Regions from separate parts of the Hordeum vulgare genome. Here region 2 is linked to region 1. The links are chromatin contacts, called in public Hi-C maps. All regions are on one chromosome and are shown on one strand. The core of a region is the stretch at or near the end of the contact, and the rest is flanking DNA. Distances in the headings are between cores, read along the strand shown. Region 1 has its middle 46 kb from the start of LOC123413175. Region 2 holds the start of LOC123413120 (polyubiquitin-like).

Region 1 (5,730 bases), core at 1,832-4,331:
GGATAGATATACGAGAACTTGTTGTTCGACCAATCTCTCAGAGAAGGAGAGGTGGTCGATATCACTTCTCTTTGTATGCATCTGTTCATGACGATCTTCTGTTTCCTTCATTTGCTTAACTAGCTAGCGTGTCTAGTCCTCTCTATATGTATAGTACGTAGCGTCGACCAAGCATGGAGATAAGAAAGGACACTACTCTCTATTAATTAGCATGCTAACACAATATATGAAACACCTAAATTAACCCTCCAAAACCCCCAAACCCTCCCCCCTTTCAAAAAAAAAACAGAAACCCCAGCACCTGAGATGCTGACGCGTGAATGCCTATTGGTCTCGGTTGGTGCCATCAACCGGGACCAAAGGGCCTCCTGCGTGGGCTCGCCGCACAGGCCATGTGGAGGCCCATCTGTCCCGGTTTATGCAAGAACCGGGACTAAAGGTTTAGGGCATTAGTACCGACACTTTAGTCCCGGTTCAAAAACCGGGACAAATGGCCCTCACGAACCGGGACAATAGGTCCTTTTTCTACTAGTGAACTACAAGCAGCAGCAGCGACACACGCAACACCAATGGACACTGGCGCAAGCGACAACGGGCAACAATAGTGGTGGGCAACACCACTCCCGACCATCGCCGCGACGGACGCAACCAAGGCCGCAACAGCCATGGCTGGCCACGGCCATGGACGACACACAGGGACAAGGACGTGATTGCCTTTAAAAAAATCTAATAGAGACCTAATTGTTTTTTAAAAGTACTAATATTGACCGGATAGCTTTCTTAAAAAAGTAACATGATCGATTGCTTTCTTTTCTGAAAGTCACGGGGACCCGATTGTTGTCTTTTTTTTAAAAGCAACCGACACGTAGGTTTCACCTGTCATAACGGTCAACCTAACAATCAAAGCTGAAGAGTGGACCCAATTTATCATAAATGCAATTAAAATTAACTAACAAATAGTCATCAATGCAACATGTTTTTTTTAAATAAAAACCAATTTTGTGGTAGCTTTAGGAAATTTTGAAGAAGTGATAGTTTTCTGAAACTCTTTCCACAAAATGTGGTCGTTTTATGCTATTTACTCCCCTCTAGTATTTAACCCAATTATTGTACTTTCTTCGGGTTTATATACTACCCCTTGATCTGAGTACTCACCATGTTCATTTCATGCTTTCTTTTCTCCAGGGTGGTTACTTGACCGACAATCGCAAGGCCCAATCACAAAAGACGGGGTGGCGTTGCAAGAGACAATGGTGAGTGTTGAATGTGGAGCACCGAGGGAATGATGACATCAGCCACAGTAATGTGTCTTGTAACTCTTTCGTGGCACTTCGCACGGTATTATTTCGCGTGGTAAATGACGATTTTTATTTTTTGCAGGCAAACAGTGGCAAACCGATTCTGTTGTCTAAATCCCATTTGAAAATCTCGGAGCTAACATCGGCAAAAGAAAAATTCTGAAACCTAGAACAGTATAGAATGTTATGGAATGTTGAGTGGACGGAACATCAGTGCGACCGTGAACAACAACATATCAAGCATCCACTTTACCCCAGCTCGATGCTCTTGTAATAGTTCAACATTCAACCCAAGTTATCAATCAATCTCGAACAACCGAACCAACAAAAATAGTCTTCTGAGTGGTATAAAAAATTCACTGAAATTTCGTCCATTTCGAGGGTGAGCGAACCTTGTATGTTTCGCTCAGAAAGTTTTGGTAGTTTTAAATTTTTATGCTAGACAAGGACTTTGATCGTTCTATAGTAAATATACCTTTCGGTAGGTCATTATTGTTCTCCTACTCACTAGGTCTAGAGTTTGATTCATGGGCCACTTACATTTCTGATTATTTTGCACCCAATATATTTTTGTCAAAAAGTTTGACCTAGCTACCTTGACCAGTTAGTAGTTGAAAATGGACTAACCATCAGGAAAAGAATGAATGATGTCTACGTTGTGCGGCTACGCCTTCTTATCTAGTTGTTGAAATTCAAATTTATTCAAAAAACAAAATTTAATTGATCTCACGAAATTGTTTGGAAATTTGGACTATTTTGAGGGTTTACAAATTTCAGTCTCACACAATTGAAAACTGCAAACGCAAACAGTAGTCAGAGACACCAAGTTAGGCTGTTAGCTAGTTAGGGACCTTAGGGTATTTTTATTGTTTGCCAGAGTAGTGATTAGCACTGCTTCTTGGCTCATGTTGTTTCTGAATCTGTAGTGATCGTTGTGTGTGCATGGGGTACTATATAAGGTAAAATCCTGATTTTTCTTGCTACAAAGAGATGGCATCAGAATTGGCTTCAAGTTCTGAAAAAAGTTTACATCGGTATCATCAATCCAGTAACAGTTTCTGATTTGCTATTGTTCAAATCTGTGAATAAATCCACTTTTGATGCATTTACTAACTTGGTAATTGGACTCGGTTTGCATCAGTTGGTAATTATCCTCAGTATGCATGAATCCACTTTTTCTGTGATGTCTATTACTATTCCAAGAATTTTCCAGTTTGCATCAGTTCTGAAAAACAGTAACCTTCTGGTTAATCAACATAAATGTTTTGATTCCCATGTTAACATTGCTGAGAAATTATCTGGTAGAAAATCTGATTGATCAAGCTCATGCCAAACTTAACAATGTCAATTGTAGGTACTGTTTTTAGAGGTTTTCTTCATGTCTTTTTTTTGTTCATAGATTTTTGCATATACCCCTGACGGACTGACCTCAAGATTCCAGCTCATGATGGATCTGTGTATGAAAATGTCTCAGGCATAAACATGAAGGATCGAGGAATCAAGCAGTGGACCGTGGACTGTACTTCGTTTGTGTTTGAAATTTTATTGTAGTTCGTGTCATTCCGATGAGATGATTTTTAGATGCGACAAGTTCGAAACCTTAGTTTGATGTTTTAAGTTAGTTGTTATACCCAAACTGATCAATAGGAACTACGATACATCAGTAATACATCACTTTTAGGCAGCAGCAGGAGTATTTTGTTTGAATACAATAGTTTCAACTGAGCCTAATCATTTATGTGGGATGTGGGATGCCCACTTATCCTGCGGAAATTATGTGGGCACATGCGGGCCTCCTGCTTAACCTATATGGCAGATGTCGGGCGGATGCGGGCCTCCCATGGATTGTCCCACTTGCAGCATGAACCCTGCCTGCTTTTCTACTCGTCTATCCCAGCTAGTTCATTTCATCTAGTCACCATATGATTAATAATATTTCAATCATCAAACATTATTAACTACTGATTAATCTAGTGCCAAGATTTGTTCAGCTGTCCATGTCGCCATCTTGCACTACATAATTATCAGGTTTACGCGCATGGTCATTTTCTAACTTAATACATTGTCATCATGCTGCCGATTAATAAATTCATCTTAGCACATACGATCCCTATCATGATCCCTATCTTAGATCAAAGACGCACCGCAAAGACAACTTCAATCTGCTGCCCTTAGGTTGACACATTAATCTTCCAAAACCATGACTTTTACTTAACTCGGGATTCAGCATGCCAAGTTGCACATCAAGAAAACCGAAACGAATCCTTTTGAAAGAAGTATACTAGCACAAATTCTTTTGTTGCAACAGAGAAAAGATAAACATGCATTGCAAGTAGACAAAGGTTTGAACTTTGATAGTGGACGGTATAATGCTTCTATTCTTTCACTTTCTGCAGTTTCCAGAGATGAAAACGACTGTCAATGTGTCCCAGGATCGGTTTACATCTGCAGTGTATTGTTTGTATTTGAGGAAAAAGTTTACATCTGCAGTGTACTGTTTACATTTATTGTGTATTTGATAGCCTGTATATAAATACAAACAGTTTACATCTGCAGTGTACTGCTTACATCTATCAGTATGAAGAAAAAGATGTAAACGGGGCAAGGCCTCCTTTTTGAAATTTTTTTTACTGTGTATTGTCCCGGGCTGCCAATTTACATCTGCAGTGTACTGTTTGTACTTGATAGTCTAATCACATCTATATGTTGTCACGTGCATTTTTGTGAGGACGATTTAGGGAGCACTATCGGCAAGCCAGCTTGGGCACCCGCGATGCAGGATACGCTAGCAGTTTGGTGCGCCGCCAAGCCAATGTTAGTGCTAATCTTGTTACATGGTTTGGTTCAGATATTACACTAGTCATTAGGTGGTTGCATTAGTTGAGTAGTAGGCTCTTCATGTCACGTCTAGTTATCATTATTCTTTGTTAGCTAGTTAGTTAGGCACGAGCCGTGCATGCATTTGCATGGGCATGATGAGATGCATCCGTTTGCATCGGGCTGTTTCCTTCTGTTTAGCATCGCGTGGTAGACACGTTCAGGAGCTCGTGGGATGGCACGAGCTAACCGGATCGTGGCGCGTTTGTAGGATCCCTACAAGCCACGTTTTCCCTTCTGTAACCGAATAATGAGAGATAGAAGTATAAAGGAAGAAAAGCCGAGAAGGAAGTTAACCGGCACAAAAAAATTCTCTCGTGTGGGTCTCCCTGTGTTTCCTTCTCCACTGTGTACGCGTGTGTTTCCGGCCTGTGATCCAACAGCCAAAGGCCGTGAGAGCATTTGTCACCCTATTCCTCTGGGAAATGTGGAAGCACAGGAACTCTATAGTGTTTGAGGGTGCCTCACCCTCGATCCATGTGGTCATCAGGAGGATTGTGGAAGATGTCTGCAAGCTTTTCATAGACACTTCGCATATTTTCCTTTTCTGAAACCTCTCATGCCGAACTAACTACTTGAACAAGTATCTAGCAAAGATAAAAAGAACCGTCCAACACAAACTGTCCATGCATGTCTGCAGTTTTGCTTCTGACGAGTTTGAGCACCAGAACCCAACAATATCGTGTCCTGGCATGGATCCTCCAAAGCGGATGTACTACCCGAGGTGGTCTCACAACAAGAATACTACTAGCTTATAAATAAAGGAGAAGTAATTAATATTTAAAGAGAGGGAACCTAGAAGTGAGTACAAAAGAGAGTGAATGGGGCAATGCAATTCTTTATACGTGGGATATGGTGGTCCTATTTCTATTTAACAGTCGTAAATTCACAATGACAAAAGTTTGGTCAGGATGGATGGCAGGGCAGAAATGGTCTAGTAGAATGGTAAAAAGTGGAGGAACCATTTTTTTGGGTGCAAACATTGACAAAAGCTTTACATGCTCACAAGTTCTCATACTGAAAATACATTCGTCGAAGTCGTCGTGCCAAAACAAACAAAATCAGCCCTCCAAAATGCTTTCAAAAATAACACTTTGGAGCATCAATTTTGTTCTTTTTGCCATGACTTTCACAAATATGAGTTCAGTTCAAAATGTTGTGGGAACGTAAAATTTTTGTCAATGTTTAACCAAAAATAATTCATATTTTTTTCGGTTTTACTTTTCACCGAATTTGAGCTCGAGATAAAAATCTCCACTTCCCAAATACATTTCCTTCCTTTCTTAGTTCAAAGATCAAATGCTTGTAGTTAGCTTCTCTGGATATTCTATTTATTATTTGAACTATTTGAAATATTCAAGATAGACATATAGAGAGTGATTTTTCTACACCCCTGCTCAGTGCACCCATGCAAGAAAACATAGCAAAATATTTCAAAAAATTCTGAAACTTTATGGGTATGATCAACAACAAATGTTACGGGCACTTGCAAAATTTGTCGGTCAAATAACTGTCAAGGAGCTCTATAAAAAAGGCAAAATCATTGAAAATTAGT
Region 2 (5,730 bases), core at 2,082-4,581, 53 kb before region 1:
GTGGTGACCGGGGGTATCTAGTAGGATCGCATCTTACTTACGCAAACACCACAACGGAGATATATGAGTTGCTATTTAACCTCATCCAAGGACCTCCTTGGTCAAATCCGATTCAACTAAAGTTGGAGAAACCGTCACTGGCCAGTCATCTTTGAGCAAAGGGGGTTACTCGTAACGATGAAACCAGTCTCTCGTAAGCGTACGAGTAATGTCGGTCCAAGCCGCTTCAATCCAACAATACCGCGGAATCAAGAAAAAGACTAAGGAGGGCAGCAAAACGCACATCACCGCCCACAAAACCTTTTGTGTTCTACTCGAGAAGACATCTACGCATGAACCTAGCTCATGATGCCACTGTTGGGGAACGTCGCATGGGAAATAAAAATTTTCCTACGCGCACGAAGACCTATCATGGTGATGTTCATCTACGAGAGGGGATGAGCGATCTACGTACCCTTGTAGATCGTACAGCAGAAGTGATTTAGAGATCGCGGTTGATGTAGTGGAACGTCCTCACGTCCCTCGATCCGCCCCGCGAACAATCCCGCGATCAGTCCCACGATCTAGTACCGAACGGACGGCACCTCCGCGTTCAGCACACGTACAGCTCGACGATGATCTCGGCCTTCTTGATCCAGCAAGAGAGACGGAGAGGTAGAAGAGTTCTCCGGCAGCGTGACGGCGCTCCGGAGGTTGGTGATGATCTTGTCTCAGCAGGGCTCCGCCCGAGCTCCGCAGAAACGTGATCTAGAGGAAAAACTATGGAGGTATGTGGTCGGGCAGCCGTGAGAAAGTCGTCTCAAATCAGCCCTAAAACCTCCGTATATATAGGTGGGAGGGAGGGGAGGAGGCAGCCTCAAAACCTAAAGGTTTGGCCGAAATTGGAGGTGGAGGAGTCCTACTCCAATCCTACTTGGAGTAGGATTCCACCTTCCCACTTGGAAACTCTTTCCACCTTGTGTTTTTTCCTTCTCAAACCTTATGGGCCTTAGTGGGAACTTATTCCACCCCACTAGGGGCTGGTTTATCTCTTCCCATAGCCCATGAGACCCCTTGGGGCGTGACACCCCTCCCGATGGTCCCCGGCACCCCTCCCGGCACTCCCGGTACACTACCGATGAGCCCGAAACTTTTCCGGTAATGCCCGGAAACTTTCCGGTAACCAAATGAGGTCATCCTATATATCAATCTTTGTCTCCGGACCATTCCGGAAACCCTCGTGACGTCTGTGATCCCATCCGGGACTCCGAACAACATTCGGTAACCAACCATATAACTCAAATACGCATAAAACATCGTCGAACCTTAAGTGTGCAGACCCTGCGGGTTCGAGAACTATGTAGACATGACCCGAGAGACTCCTCGGTCAATATCCAATAGCGGGACCTGGATGCCCATATTGGATCCTACGTATTCTACGAAGATCTTATCGTTTGAACCTCAGTGCCAAGGATTCGTATAATCCCGTATGTCATTCCCTTTGTCCTTCGGTATGTTACTTGCCCGAGATTCGATCGTCAGTATCCGTATACCTATTTCAACCTCGTTTACCGGCAAGTCTCTTTACTCGTTCCGTAATACAAGATCCCGCAACTTACACTAAGCTACATTGCTTGCAAGGCTTATGTGTGATGTTGTATTACCGAGTGGGCCCCGAGATACCTCTCCGTCAGACGGAGTGACAAATCCCAGTCTCGATCCATACTAACTCAACGAACACCTTCGGAGATACCTGTAGAGCATCTTTATAGTCACCCAGTTACGTTGCGACGTTTGATACACACAAAGCATTCCTCCGGTGTCCGTGAGTTATATGATCTCATGGTCATAGGAACAAATACTTGACACGCAGAAAACAGTAGCAACAAAATGACACGATCAACATGCTACGTCTATTAGTTTGGGTCTAGTCCATCACATGATTCTCCTAATGATGTGATCCCGTTATCAAGTGACAACACTTGCCTATGGCCAGGAAACCTTGACCATCTTTGATCAACGAGCTAGTCAACTAGAGGCTTACTAGGGACAGTGTTTTGTCTATATATCCACACAAGTATTGTGTTTCCAATCAATACAATTATAGCATGGATAATAAACGATTATCATGAACTAAGAAATATAATAATAACTAATTTATTATTGCCTCTAGGGCATATTTCCAACAGGCACGGGGTAGGGTCGCGTCCTATGTGACGGACTAATCAGGCACTTCCGAACGCGTCCGCGAGCCCTCATATCCTTCCCATATTTGAGATGGATATGAGGATTCAAGAAAAGATCGGGCATATAGGAACGATATGAGGGGGTACGATTGGGTCAATTTTTTTACTTCTCTCTTATGTCCTGTCATTGATCGGACTTGTCCGCGGACGTATGAGGGGTCATTTAAGGGGTCGGGTAGTAGATGCTCTTAATGCAGTTTCTCGGTCCTTCTTGTTTAGAAAAAGGGTCGCGATATCTGCCGCACGTGCGACAGGTGGGAGGTACCTGGTGCACGCCCTGTGTGGCATCCATCCAGGCCAGCCCACACGCCCACGTTCGGGCGTCTCAATGCACAACCCGCACGACCGGTGGCTGGACCGGTCGCCCGCACGACCCTGGCTTGCCACCGCGTTGTCCTTCACATTCGGTAGTTGCCATGTAGGAAAAGTAGTTGCCATGCAGACGAGCAGCAAAAAGAGATGAAATGAAAAAACAGTTGCCATCCACTTTGCTGGTAGTTGTCGTCGTAGTGGCTGGGCCGGTCGCCCGCACGACTCAGGCTTGCCACCGCGCTGGCCTCCATGTTCGGTAGTTGCCATGCATGAAAAGCAGTTGCCATGCAGACGAGCAACTATAGTAGATGGAATGAAAAGCAGTTGCCATCCCATTTTGCTGGCAGTTGTCATCCCGCTTCGTTGACAGTTGTCATGCAGATTGAACAACAACTATGCACATGTAGTTGCCATGCAGTAGTGGAGGGGAAGTGCGAGGCGTGTGAGCGCAACCATCGGCCCGCCACATGCAGGCCTCGCACTGCAAAAACAATCCGAGAGACGGTGGACGTGTGAATGAAGAGGATGAACGTCCACACACTGGTCCGATCATAATTAACATATAAAAATTGCTAAAATTAGTGCAACCGCAAACGGACGAAGATCCACGCGTGTGAGCGATTTGCAAACGTGGGTTATCTTTTTTTTTCTTAAAAAAAACACAGCCAAACGCCCAACTTCCCAAACAGCGTTACCTTTTTTTTTTTTTGGAGATAAACCAAACAGCGTTGCCTTTGGAATCTTCTCCGGTATATTGACTTTTTTTGCGTGGTGGAGGACGCACTCTGCGACCGCCTCTCCTCTTCCTATCCTCACACGTCACGCGTGGTTCTTCTTCCTTCCTCCCACCGCTCCCGTCCGATCCAATCCCGGCTATAAATTCCCCGCCCCCTCCCGTCTCCTCCTCCACACATCCGATCCGATCCAATCCAATCCAGTCCCCTTTCCGATCGAAGCGAAGCCAAGGCTCTCTCGTCCTCCTCCTTCAAGGTATGCGATGCGAGCCTCCGATTTCTTCCCCTACTTCCGCGCGTGCGTGCCCTGGCATCGTTGCCGGTTATTGTTGGTTCCCCTCGATTAAATCTGTTGGTCGAGGCGTTATTGCCGTTGATGATTGATTACAGCTCGTTCCGGTACTCGAGGTTGATTAGGCTCGGTTGTAGTTAAATCTCTCAGGATTATGCCATGATTTTCGAGTAGATCTGCCGATTCTGGTGCGATTGTTGTTGGGTCGCTTCATCTCATCTAGTTGTAGTTTGTTAGTTCTGCTCGGTTTTTGATTAATCTTCTGGTAATTTTATGGATTTATTATGATTTTGTACCGCTCATGATACACCGTATTATTGGGATGCGACTGCTGTTGGTTCGGTTCGGTTCATCCATCTAGTTATAGTTAGCTAGTTGCTGATTTTGTAGCCGTATGGTCTGTGAAGGGATACACTTGTGATTTGCCAGCTTAATAGTTCTGATTTGTAGTTGCATGTAGCATCTGTAGCTGGGCATCGATTCGACTCTTAGATTCATGTCGGTTTGTCAACGTTACAGTTCGTTCCTAGAATTAACCAGCTTGTTCCGTACAGCTAGATTACCCGTGCTAGCCGTTATATTGCGCTGGCTGATAACTAGATATGCTAATATTTAGTTCTGGAAAAATTTAGCACTGCTTCTGTATCCATGGGGTCTAGGGGATTCTAAGTTGAAATTTTATCTGTCTCCATGTGGTTCATCTATTATTTGACGTATTGCAGATTTCCCTGTACCGTGCCTTGCTCTTGTTCTGGATGCTTTGTTTGTACAGATGCAGATCTTTGCTAAAGACTAGCAATACATTGTACTCCCTCCGTTCCTAAATATAAGACGTTTTAGAGATTTTATTATAGACTACATACGGAGCAAAATGAATGAATCTACATTCTAAATATGTCTACACATCACTATGTAGTTAATAGTGGAATCTCTAAAACGTCTTATATTTAGGAACGGAGGGAGTATCATCTTGGTTCATCTATTGCTTATAGATCTGCTAATATAGTTTGATGCATCAGCTATAGGGTTCATCGTTACAATTCCATCTCTGTTGTACCTCTGGTACATGCATTGTTTTGATTTACTGCATGCTTCTATTTCTCTGTACAGTGCCTTACTCTTGTTCTGGTATGTTCTGTATCTACAGATGCAGATCTTTGTGAAGACCCTGACCGGCAAGACCATCACCCTCGAGGTTGAGTCCTCGGACACCATCGACAACGTCAAGGCTAAGATCCAGGACAAGGAGGGCATCCCTCCGGATCAGCAGCGTCTCATCTTTGCTGGCAAGCAGCTTGAGGATGGCCGCACCCTGGCCGACTATAACATCCAGAAGGAGTCCACACTCCACCTGGTGCTCAGGCTCCGTGGTGGCATGCAGATTTTCGTCAAGACCCTGACTGGCAAGACCATCACCCTGGAGGTTGAGTCCTCTGACACCATCGACAATGTGAAGGCCAAGATCCAGGACAAGGAGGGCATTCCCCCGGACCAGCAGCGTCTCATCTTTGCTGGCAAGCAGCTCGAGGATGGCCGCACCCTGGCTGACTATAACATCCAGAAGGAGTCCACACTCCACCTGGTGCTCAGGCTCCGTGGTGGCATGCAAATCTTCGTCAAGACCCTGACCGGCAAGACCATCACCCTGGAGGTCGAGTCCTCTGACACCATCGACAACGTGAAGGCCAAGATCCAGGACAAGGAGGGCATTCCCCCGGACCAGCAGCGTCTAATCTTCGCTGGCAAGCAGCTCGAGGATGGCCGCACCCTTGCGGATTACAACATTCAGAAGGAATCCACCCTCCACCTGGTGCTCAGGCTTCGCGGTGGCATGCAAATCTTTGTAAAGACCCTCACCGGCAAGACCATCACATTGGAGGTGGAGTCTTCGGACACCATTGACAATGTGAAGGCAAAGATCCAGGACAAGGAGGGCATTCCCCCGGACCAGCAGCGTCTAATCTTCGCCGGCAAGCAGCTTGAGGATGGCCGTACCTTGGCGGACTACAACATCCAGAAGGAGTCGACCCTTCACTTGGTGCTCCGTCTGCGTGGTGGTATGCAGATCTTTGTCAAGACCCTCACCGGCAAGACCATCACCCTGGAGGTCGAGTCCTCGGACACCATTGACAATGTCAAGGCTAAGATCCAGGACAAGGAGGGCATC

What was found. A called contact is a pair of places that touch in the nucleus more often than the background predicts.
Region 2: a Hi-C map of seedling shows a contact between it and region 1, with 2.6 times the contacts expected there. The contact joins the promoter of LOC123413120 here to the enhancer-like site in region 1. A contact is called at or near these places in 3 of 6 Hi-C or Micro-C datasets (leaf and seedling).

What each region holds. Positions count from the first base shown.
Region 1 is chr7H:586,484,697-586,490,426 of MorexV3_pseudomolecules_assembly, reverse strand. No RefSeq gene overlaps it. Among protein-coding and RNA genes, the nearest start is that of LOC123413175, 46 kb to the right of the region's middle. Within about 2 kb of position 3,081, at least 1 of the 3 cell types and tissues checked has open chromatin away from gene starts, as enhancers often do. A contact at or near this core is called in seedling, where this site is marked.
Region 2 is chr7H:586,538,024-586,543,753 of MorexV3_pseudomolecules_assembly, reverse strand. It overlaps LOC123413120 (polyubiquitin-like), which reads left to right and starts at 3,331. Exons shown (of 2, transcript XM_045106073.1): 1 at 3,331-3,527; 2 at 4,711-5,730. The coding sequence starts at 4,711.